Regions from separate parts of the Anas platyrhynchos genome. Here region 1 is linked to region 2. The links are chromatin contacts, called in public Hi-C maps. All regions are on one chromosome and are shown on one strand. Each heading gives the region's core, a stretch centred on a gene start, on an enhancer-like site or on the middle of the called end of the contact. The rest is flanking DNA. Distances are from core to core; before and after follow the strand shown.

Region 1 (4,265 bases), core at 1,610-4,109, 71 kb before region 2:
GCTTCCCAGCAGGGTGGCAAGCAGCTCCGCAGCACTGCAGCTCTGTGTGGTCCTGCTGGGTAGGAAGCTACAGGTACCAGCTAAAGTTCATTAGTGGTCAGGGAATGTATTTCCAGGCTAAAGACATGAACACCTGCAAGGCAGATAATGAATACATACCAACACAAATACCTACTGCTATTTCCTGAGGGATCTTAGGCTCGTGTTCCTGTTTTCAATTTGTACAGTAGAAAAATAAACCTTAGTGTCACATACCAAGTACTTCTTCTGTGCTCTCTCTAGCTACTTTCTACCACCTTGCTGGGTGACTGGCTTCTGATTAGCAATTTGCTTCCCCTCACATTACTGCTGCTGCACGCCCACCAAGCAAACAGCCCCTTGCACACAGGGCACCGCAGTCCTGCAGCACAGCCCCAAGAGCGTTCCTGTGCCTCCACCAAGAAGAGTCAGTGGGATTTTGCCCTACAGCAGCAGAGATTTCAATTTGTTTTGTTTTGTTTTTTGCTGCCATTAATATGTGCTTAAGCCACAGGGAGCTTCTTAAGACAAACTAACTCTGTTTCTGCTCATGACATGGAGCATTTATTAAAACACACACATTTCCTTTTCTCCCAACTTCCTACCAGCAGGGGTGGCTGCACTACTAGCACCCATATGGTATTAGTTTCAGACCACTTATCTGTAAAGGATGCACCAGGCTCGATAAGAATAAAACAAAAGGCAGCAGCTTTCTACACAGCAGGATAAATGCTTTTGGAAGTTAAGGGGGGACGGGGAGCATTAGTTGTAATGGATTGCGGAGGCGCAGACTGAGCCAGGCTGCAGAAACTCATTTTGCTGCATGGACAAGTTTTAGACAGATTTGCAAACTTCAATGCCTAGAAACCAGTAAGCATTAATGGAGCCTTCTTACAGCCCAGCTCAATTCAAATGAAAATGCAACCAGCAACTTTCAGTTCTAACACCTAATCAAACCCATAATCTGAATTCATACAGTAGAGGTACTATCTACATGCAGGAAATATTTTTAGGAACCCACTTGTGTAAAAAAAACAGCATTGAAAAAACTGCCAAAAGCTAGAGCCCCTGCTACTGTAGAGCAATAAGCAGTGTGTGTTAGCAAACAGATCCATTTCAACAGCAAAACAAACGAGGTAATTTAGCAAGCATTAAAGACATCTCAGCAAAGCACTTCTAATTGCAGAGGAAAGGCCAGAAGGAGAAACAGACACTGAAAAACTAGCTGCAAGGAGAATATTTTAAAGAAGTGCAGGTTTGCCACTTCAGATCCCCCCCCGCAGAATACATATGTGCATCAGCCGAGACGTTGCAGAGGAACGCAGCACTGGACATTTTCAGGACACGTCACCAGAGCAGCACACCTTAGATCCACAGCCTTCTGACTGCATTGTGTTCTACTGAATGGGACCATTCAGTCTGGAGAAGGGTAGGCAGAGGAGATGTGCTAAATCCTCAAATACAGAAAAGGACGAAGCAAAAAATAATGCATTTACTACCCACATGCACTTCAGACTAATTCAATCCATGGCAAAGACAGCACAAGCTAGGCACAGGGAAAACAGAATTTTAAGGGAAAGAGCAAAGCAGCCCCAAACAGATTCTCAGGAGAGGTTGTGTGGTTTGTCACTGCAAATTCAAGTGCCTTTCCAAACAACATGCAAGGATTTGCTAATCCTGCAGCCTTGGCTTCCTTTCTGTGCCCACTGCCAGAAACTCCTCGGGAGGTAGTGGAATGAGCTCTCATCTGGTCAGCCTCAGACACCTCCCCCTCTCACCTGACTTGTTACACAAATAGCACCAGGTTAATTTATTGCAGGAGGTAATTAACACTAAAAAACCTGGCTGTTAGGCAGAGTGGATAGCTCCAGCTAACCAGTCCTTGCATCTTACAGTCAAAAGGAGATATTTGATTTTATTTGGCCAAAGCTAAAGCAGCTAAAGTACAGCAAACAGACATTACTCACACTGGAGAGCACGAGCATGGCTCAGCAGTTGCTGCAGGAGGCACTCAGAACAGACTAACCTGCATGAGCTGGGAGAAGTGGGAAGTAATCAGGTCTCCTGCCTCTACTTGTGTTAGGATTTCCCTAGCCATCTGTAATTCATCCTCAATTTTAATTCATGGTGCTCTCAGCTGTACCCTCCTAACTGAGCCACAGTTTCTGTCAGAAGTTCTGCAGTGCATTTACTGGTGGTGGAGACAGACAAATTAATAAATGTTCCATACAGGAGTTTCCTGGTTTTATTCTGTCTTTTCCAGGTTTATTCTGTCTTTCCAGCACAAGCCCAGCAGAATTGCCAGTGCCAGCTTAGTGCCTGGAAGACAATCTGTTGTGCACGCTCGGGGGAGATGAGCAAGTTAATGAGCATTTCTCCTCACACCTATGACCATTGCAGGAGTCCCTAGTGAACCATGGGGTTTTCTCCTGTGTAATGAAAGCAGAAAATGATTTTATAAAACTGTCACTTAAAATATTTCTGGCAGAGATTTTGACTAATCACGATTGTAAACATTGTCGCAACTCTTACAGCAATGTTGAACATGCAAAATATTTTTTGCAGTGTTAAGGCAAAAACTTGAGCAGGTTCACGGCTTGGAAAGCACATGTCTAGGTGCTTTATTCTGTGCAATGACTCTGGCCACATTTTGCACACTTCCACAGCATTCCAGCTGTGCCACACAGCCACTGCTCCCTGCAGGTTCTCCCCTGTGCTGGGGCAGGGTTTGCTCCTGGGCACTTCCCTGGTGCTGCACTGGTACTGTACTCAGCACATCCCTGGTGCCCATCTCACGTGCTCAGGGCTGCCTCTCCCTGAGCAGTGTAGAGCTTCCAGACCCTACTACAAACAGTACTGCATGCCAAGAGCCCACAGCTTCAATGGCACAGGATGCCCTTGTCCACGCTAATACAAGGATGCCTCAGTTTTAATAGTGCTTGCCACACAAAAAAAAAAAAAAAAAAAAAAAAAAAAAAAAAAAGACAGCCAAAAGCATCTGCTAGAGAAAATTCTCTTGTGCTGATGGATAAAAGAACATTCTGTCCTCACTAACAATCCTAACTGAACATAGCACAAATTACTTCACCTTTAGTGCAGCAAGTCCCCAAATAAAAGGAAGAGCAAACATTGCTAAGAAATTACGAGGCAAAACAGCTCAAGCACAAGATGTTTGTGGACATTAGAACTATAAGAAAAACAGCAACAATAAAATAATAATAATAATACCAGTTACTCACAAGGCCTCATTTGTTCCAGTGCAGTCACAGACTTCACACTGGTATCTGCTCAGGACCTGCAGGCTTTTGCTTCCTCCACAATTCCCAGCAGGTTTCTGGCTCCTCTCAGCCCAAGGAGCCCCTCGCCAGCCCCATTAATGCTCCCAGCCAGGCAGTCACTGAGCCATAATCGCTCAGGTCTGGGTCACTCACTGCTTCCAGCCCTAACAGCGTTTGGCTGCAGCACCTCACGTTTAGTGCACAGACCTGGGAGCAGCTTCATGGACTATTTAGAGCATGGCTTGTATTGAGTGCAGAGTGACTGCAGGTCTCGGGATGAAGGTGTGTGCTGCTGGCTTGCTAACAAAGCCTTGGGACTGCCAGGCCAGCTCGCCAAGTGCAGTGCCCAGAGGCCCTCTTGTCCTGCTGACCCCCCAACAAGGCACAGCCCATCCCCTGCTCCTAGGGGGCTACAGAGCCCTGGCCAAGGCCCTGCTGCGTGTGGTTGGCACCGGGACTGTGCCCATAGCCCATCACCTCCAACCCCACACCCCTTCAAAGCAGCCCCACAGCCAGGGCCCCTTCCCCTCCTGCCAGCCAGACCCCATACTGCCAGCCAGAGCCCTGCCTGCCAGCCTTGAGGGCAACCTGCGGGCTCAGCACCTTTATGGCACCCTTGGTGCTAATGAGCCTGACGCAGCTGGGGCCAGCTGCGCTCACAAGCACAGCGATCCCTCATCAGGACGAGGTTAATGACTGAGCAAGATGGCAGGACAGCAGCAAGTGAAACAATTCTGCATCTTTTCAAGCAAAAAGCTTTTCTCCTTAGCCAGTCCTGTTCATCACCGCCCTGCATGGTGCTATTCAGTGCAGAAGCTGCAGGACCATGACCTCCAGTGCCCATGTGGTGTGTGTGAAAGCACTGCCAAAATACTCTGGATTTCCACAGGGCCTTTCATTGCACAGTCACATCCCCAGTCCACCAGGGTTTGCAGCAGCTCCTGATGTGTGGCCACTGCTGGTCTATAA
Region 2 (4,575 bases), core at 1,614-4,113:
GTACCTTTCAGCAAAGGGCATTTTTCAGACATTGTAAGGAATAATAAAACTTCCATATGTTGCTGTCAGGAGGACAACTGCCTCTGCACCCATCAGAGGATGGTACCCAAACAGTAGAGGGAGATTGGACCCCTGAAGTTTATGTATTTCTGTACCCAAATCCACCCTGGGAATGTCAGTGGGCAGGTTTTGGCCTAGAAATTGCCCCACTTTTCATCTCCCAAGACAGTTCTGGGTTTCAAGTCCCACCCTTCTCGGTAGGAGCTCAACCCAGATAAGGCACGACACCCAGCCCTGAGGCTACCCGGGCAGCCCCGCACAGCCAGGACAAGCCCCTGGCAGCGCCGGCCTTGCCTGGACACCTCAGGCTCCTCAGCAATTCCCCTGCACAGGGAGATGACAAATCCATAACTGGGCTAGCCCGGCCATTCATGCTCCCACATAAACCTCTGGGCAGGGAGAGGGGGCATCACTGGGGACAGGGCTGCACAGCTGGGAGCGAGGTGCTAAGACAGCAAGGATCATCCCTGCAGCAATCCCACTACAAACTGGAAGCAGCAAATACAACGGATCCTGGCAAATAACAGCAAAACGCCTCCACACACATAGAGGACACTTTTCCAAGAAGGGTTAGTTTGCAACACCATGAATAGCTCAGGAAACCTCAGCACACCTGAGGAAGTGGAGATGCAGCAAACTGTTCAAACTGTTCTGCACTTTTTGTGATTCCAGCGCAGCGAGCAGAGCAGGGCAGCAAAGCACAAGGGAGGGAGGTTGGAACTGTGAGGAAAGTTAAAACAGGGTAACGCAGACCAGAGTAAAGTGACTTCTGAAACATGCGTACCCAGGTTGGCCAGGTACAGGCAGAAATGCAGGGCTGACCGCTACACAGGGACAAGGATTAATTATTTGAGTGACTCAGAAGTGACTAAGGCTGGTCAGAAAAAAACGGTTGGGATGGGGGGAAATCAAGCCAAGTTTTAGAACACAGTCCCACTCAGGGATGTGACGGGAAGGCAGCATCCTCCCCAGGGAAAGAGATGCAGAAGGCACCAAAGCAGGTGCAGGGTCACTGGAGTTAGGAGGTTTCTGATTGATAGGTCTACTCTCCTGAAGGGAAAAAATAAAATAAAAAAATGTCCTGCCCTCACCATTTCTGACAAAATGGGGGGGGGGGGGGGGAAGACCCTTTTGTTTTTTTACCCTAAAAAGCTCCTGCTCTGCCCCTTCCTACAGTAGATGAGTCACTGTCTAGCAACCTTTATCAAAATATCTCTTACAAAATTGTTTATATCGAGTCACTGCCACTCCCACCCCACAGCACAGTACCAGGGAAGCCGCAGGAGACCCCCATCACCGTCCCTTTCCTGTGCAATGACGAGAGCCTGAAGCAGGTCCCCCTCTGCCCAGCGCCCCCGCCACCCCACTCCAGCTCAGCTGTGCCCCATGGCTCCCCTGCGTTCCCCTCTCACATTTCAGGGACGGTTGTTTGTGTTTTGCAGATGGATAGCACGTGCTCATACGAGAGCCAACAGCACAACCTCATGCAGAAAATGCAAACTGGTGATTTTTTACTGTCTACTCAAGGCTTCGCAAACCTTGTTCTGCGCCCAGTGACGCACACTAAGGTCACTCCAGCACCAGAGGAGGGCAAAAGGAGCATGTGGCTGCCTGAAGGGCAGTGATCAGGGAGATCCCATCAGGAGCTGACAGGCACTGCTCAGGTCGGGTATTACTAGTCAATGGGTATGGATCACCAGCAATTCAGACGTCTCAGGAGTCATTACAAAAGATCTTTCAGGCAGCCCCAAACAGCAGGCACCTGGCTCGTGCTGTATGAGGGACGGACAGAGCTCAGGCTCTTGGACCTATGGACAGCCCTGGTGCAACACGTGTGGTCAGCCAGCCCCAGGGGACACAGACCGAGCCCCTTCTCCAGCAGCAGCCACCGGCATAAGTTTGCAGCTGCTTTCCCTGCGGGCTGCTGCAATGAGCCTGTTCGGGGCTGCCCCAGGGTCAGCAGCCCCAGCCCCAAGCTACCTCCCTGGAAACCCACTTTTGCTCTCTAAGTGGGGCTCGCTCGGGAAGTTCTCCAAACTTCACAAGCAGCAGAGAGAATAAGCTGTTTTCCTGCATCTGCAGCTATCCACACTTCCACCTGCAGCCCGAGGAGCTTGCTTTCCCAAGCAGGGCTGTGGGAAATGCTGCACAAAGACCTTTCGGTAAAAGCACCCCGAGTTCCCACTGGCCACCCAGCCTGGGAGCTGCCTCACTGGGGAAGCCCTCGCCAAGGGGCCCGCTCGGCTTTGGCCACCTGCTAACAGGTGGATGCCTCGCTCACTAAAACCACCACCAGGAAAGCACCCTGACAGCCGGCAGGCATCCGAATCACGAGCACACCGTGTGCCAGCCACCTCTGACCTCCCCCCGCGGCACGAGGGCAGCGCAGCGGGTGCCAGGCTGGCCCCCGAGCCCAGGCTCTGCTGTGGCAGCGGCGCCTGCAGCACCGAAACCGCCCCAGCCGCCTCCTGCACCTGGCACCTCATCCCGGCAGCGCAGCGCATCACCTCCCACTGCTCTCCCACAAGCACTGTTACCTCACAGCTCTGATTTCCCAATAAACTTTCCTCCAACTCTAATCAACACAGATCCAAGCAACAAGCAGCACACAAGCCGGGAGGGAGGGGGCAGTACCTTCGTGTCGCTGGTGGGGCTGGCGCACAGAGGATATCGCAGCTGCTCCAGCGATGCTGCCGGGGAAGGAGCACACTGGAGTTGCAATTGCAGCTCTCCTCTCCCCGCGACCAGATCTCGCAGCCGTCCAGACCAACTGTGCTGGAAAGGCACTCGGCGATCATCTGCTGGAGCTCCAGCTCCACCCCTAGCAGCAGCGATTGGCTCTGTGGTGCTCTGCAAGGCTGCACTGGCCTCAGCAGCCTCCCTCCGGATCCAGCTCCTACTATCATCAGGAGCTTCCCCAGAACCAATTTCCACGGCCCAAGGCAGGCCCTGGTCTTGGGGCAGGCTTGGCAGGTCAGGGGGAGGCAGAGCTGCCCAGCTTCACGTGGTGCAGCCCAAATCAAAGCACCTGGGAGGGATTTTCCTTACTACGAGAATATAAGGATGTGCAAATCTGATTTGTAGGGCAGAGGCTGTGAAGGATATCGCAGGCTCCAGGGGAAATATATTTAATTCCAGTTTCACACTTTTGCAGATGACGCACTTATTTTAGTACCCTGGGTTTATGCAGCAAACACACCTTGCACCGCAGGCTCCTGCCACACGTACCATTGGGCTACCACAGGAGGCAAGCCCCGCACACAGAGATGAAGGGCAGGAGCAGCTTTCCCAAGCAGTAACTGGAGGTGACATTGTCTCCCCTTCCTCCTTTCTGCTCCTAAGGGGAAAGGGTGCTGAGGACTGGCTGGATACCACGGGGGGGTTCTGCTCCCACCTGGCTGACTCGGCAGGCACCTCATTTGCCAGCACGGGAGCTTCTCCAGCTGGAGCAGCTGCAGCATCGGCAAGGAGCCGACCCCACACACTGCAGGGAGCCTGTGTGATGGGACCCGGGGACTGTGCCCAAGCCCAGAGGTGCCTCACGGGTGACCAGCAGCACTGGCAGCTCTGAATGCTCACAGTCCCTCCCCACAGCTTTGCCCATCTGAGACCAGAGACTGTTTGGCTTGCACAAGACTTGGGAGAGTATCAGAAAGCTAAGGGTAGTCCTCAAACCGCTGTTTATCCCTCTGCCTTCTCAGCAGCTCATAAATATTCTCTTTGATGCCTGGTAATTCCTGTTGTATTTCACAGGCCAATTAATTTGGAGACTTAGAAAATACACTTTAAAAATATCAGAAATCTCTTGCTATTTTGATTTGTATTTAAAATCAGAACTCCTCAAATACACAACAATGTTATAATGACACTCGGAGCAGTGATTGCTCATTTCTGCATGAAATATCTGAGAAGTTGAAAACATTTTTTGCCAGTTCATCAAGACAGAAAAACTCACTAAGGTGGGGCAGAGACATGCTAGCCCGTTTGGTTTTAGAGGACATGTGAAGTAGTGGTACGAGTTCATTCCTCAGCACCATACAAGACTGCTACATCACGTCAAACCCAAGCACTGGCGTCACCAACGCAGATGTTGCCCTCCCACATCCCCCACCACAGGGACGATCAGTGCCCACGTTTGCCTGTCCACCTCTTTCCACTGCAGTCCAATTCCTCTTTGAGGTAACCCCCAACCAGCATCCCTCCTGTTACTCTGTAAGAAGGGCACCTGGATGCGACAAGGAGGAAAGCAGCAAGAGAAATAAGATCTAAAGAACAGAATTTTTACAGAGTGACAGAAGAAAGATGGAGAGCTCTGAAAGCTCCATAATTAACAGGGTTTGCTCAGCACAGGTGACGAGCTGAATCACCCTGGTCTGATGGCATCGTTGCTCGTGTCAGGGCAATTCCTTAGCACTTGCTAAGTAGGAAATGAGGACGCGATGGGGCAGAGAGGTTCTGCTTCCAGCCTTGGCAGGTGATATTTACAGCCCATGACGCACATGCAGACAGCCAGGA

Evidence for each region. A called contact is a pair of places that touch in the nucleus more often than the background predicts.
Region 1: a contact with region 2 is called in a Hi-C map of liver, with 2.3 times the contacts expected there. The contact joins the enhancer-like site here to the promoter of ZMAT4 in region 2. A contact is called at or near these places in 3 of 8 Hi-C or Micro-C datasets (liver, skeletal muscle and subcutaneous adipose tissue).

What each region holds. Positions count from the first base shown.
Region 1 is chr23:439,240-443,504 of IASCAAS_PekinDuck_T2T, reverse strand. No RefSeq gene overlaps it. Among named protein-coding and RNA genes, the nearest start is that of TCIM, 35 kb to the left of the region's middle. Within about 2 kb of position 2,859, at least 1 of the 8 cell types and tissues checked has an H3K27ac peak or open chromatin away from gene starts, as enhancers often do.
Region 2 is chr23:367,804-372,378 of IASCAAS_PekinDuck_T2T, reverse strand. ZMAT4 (zinc finger matrin-type 4) reads right to left here and starts at 2,863. Exons shown (of 7, transcript XM_005029474.6): 1 at 2,695-2,863.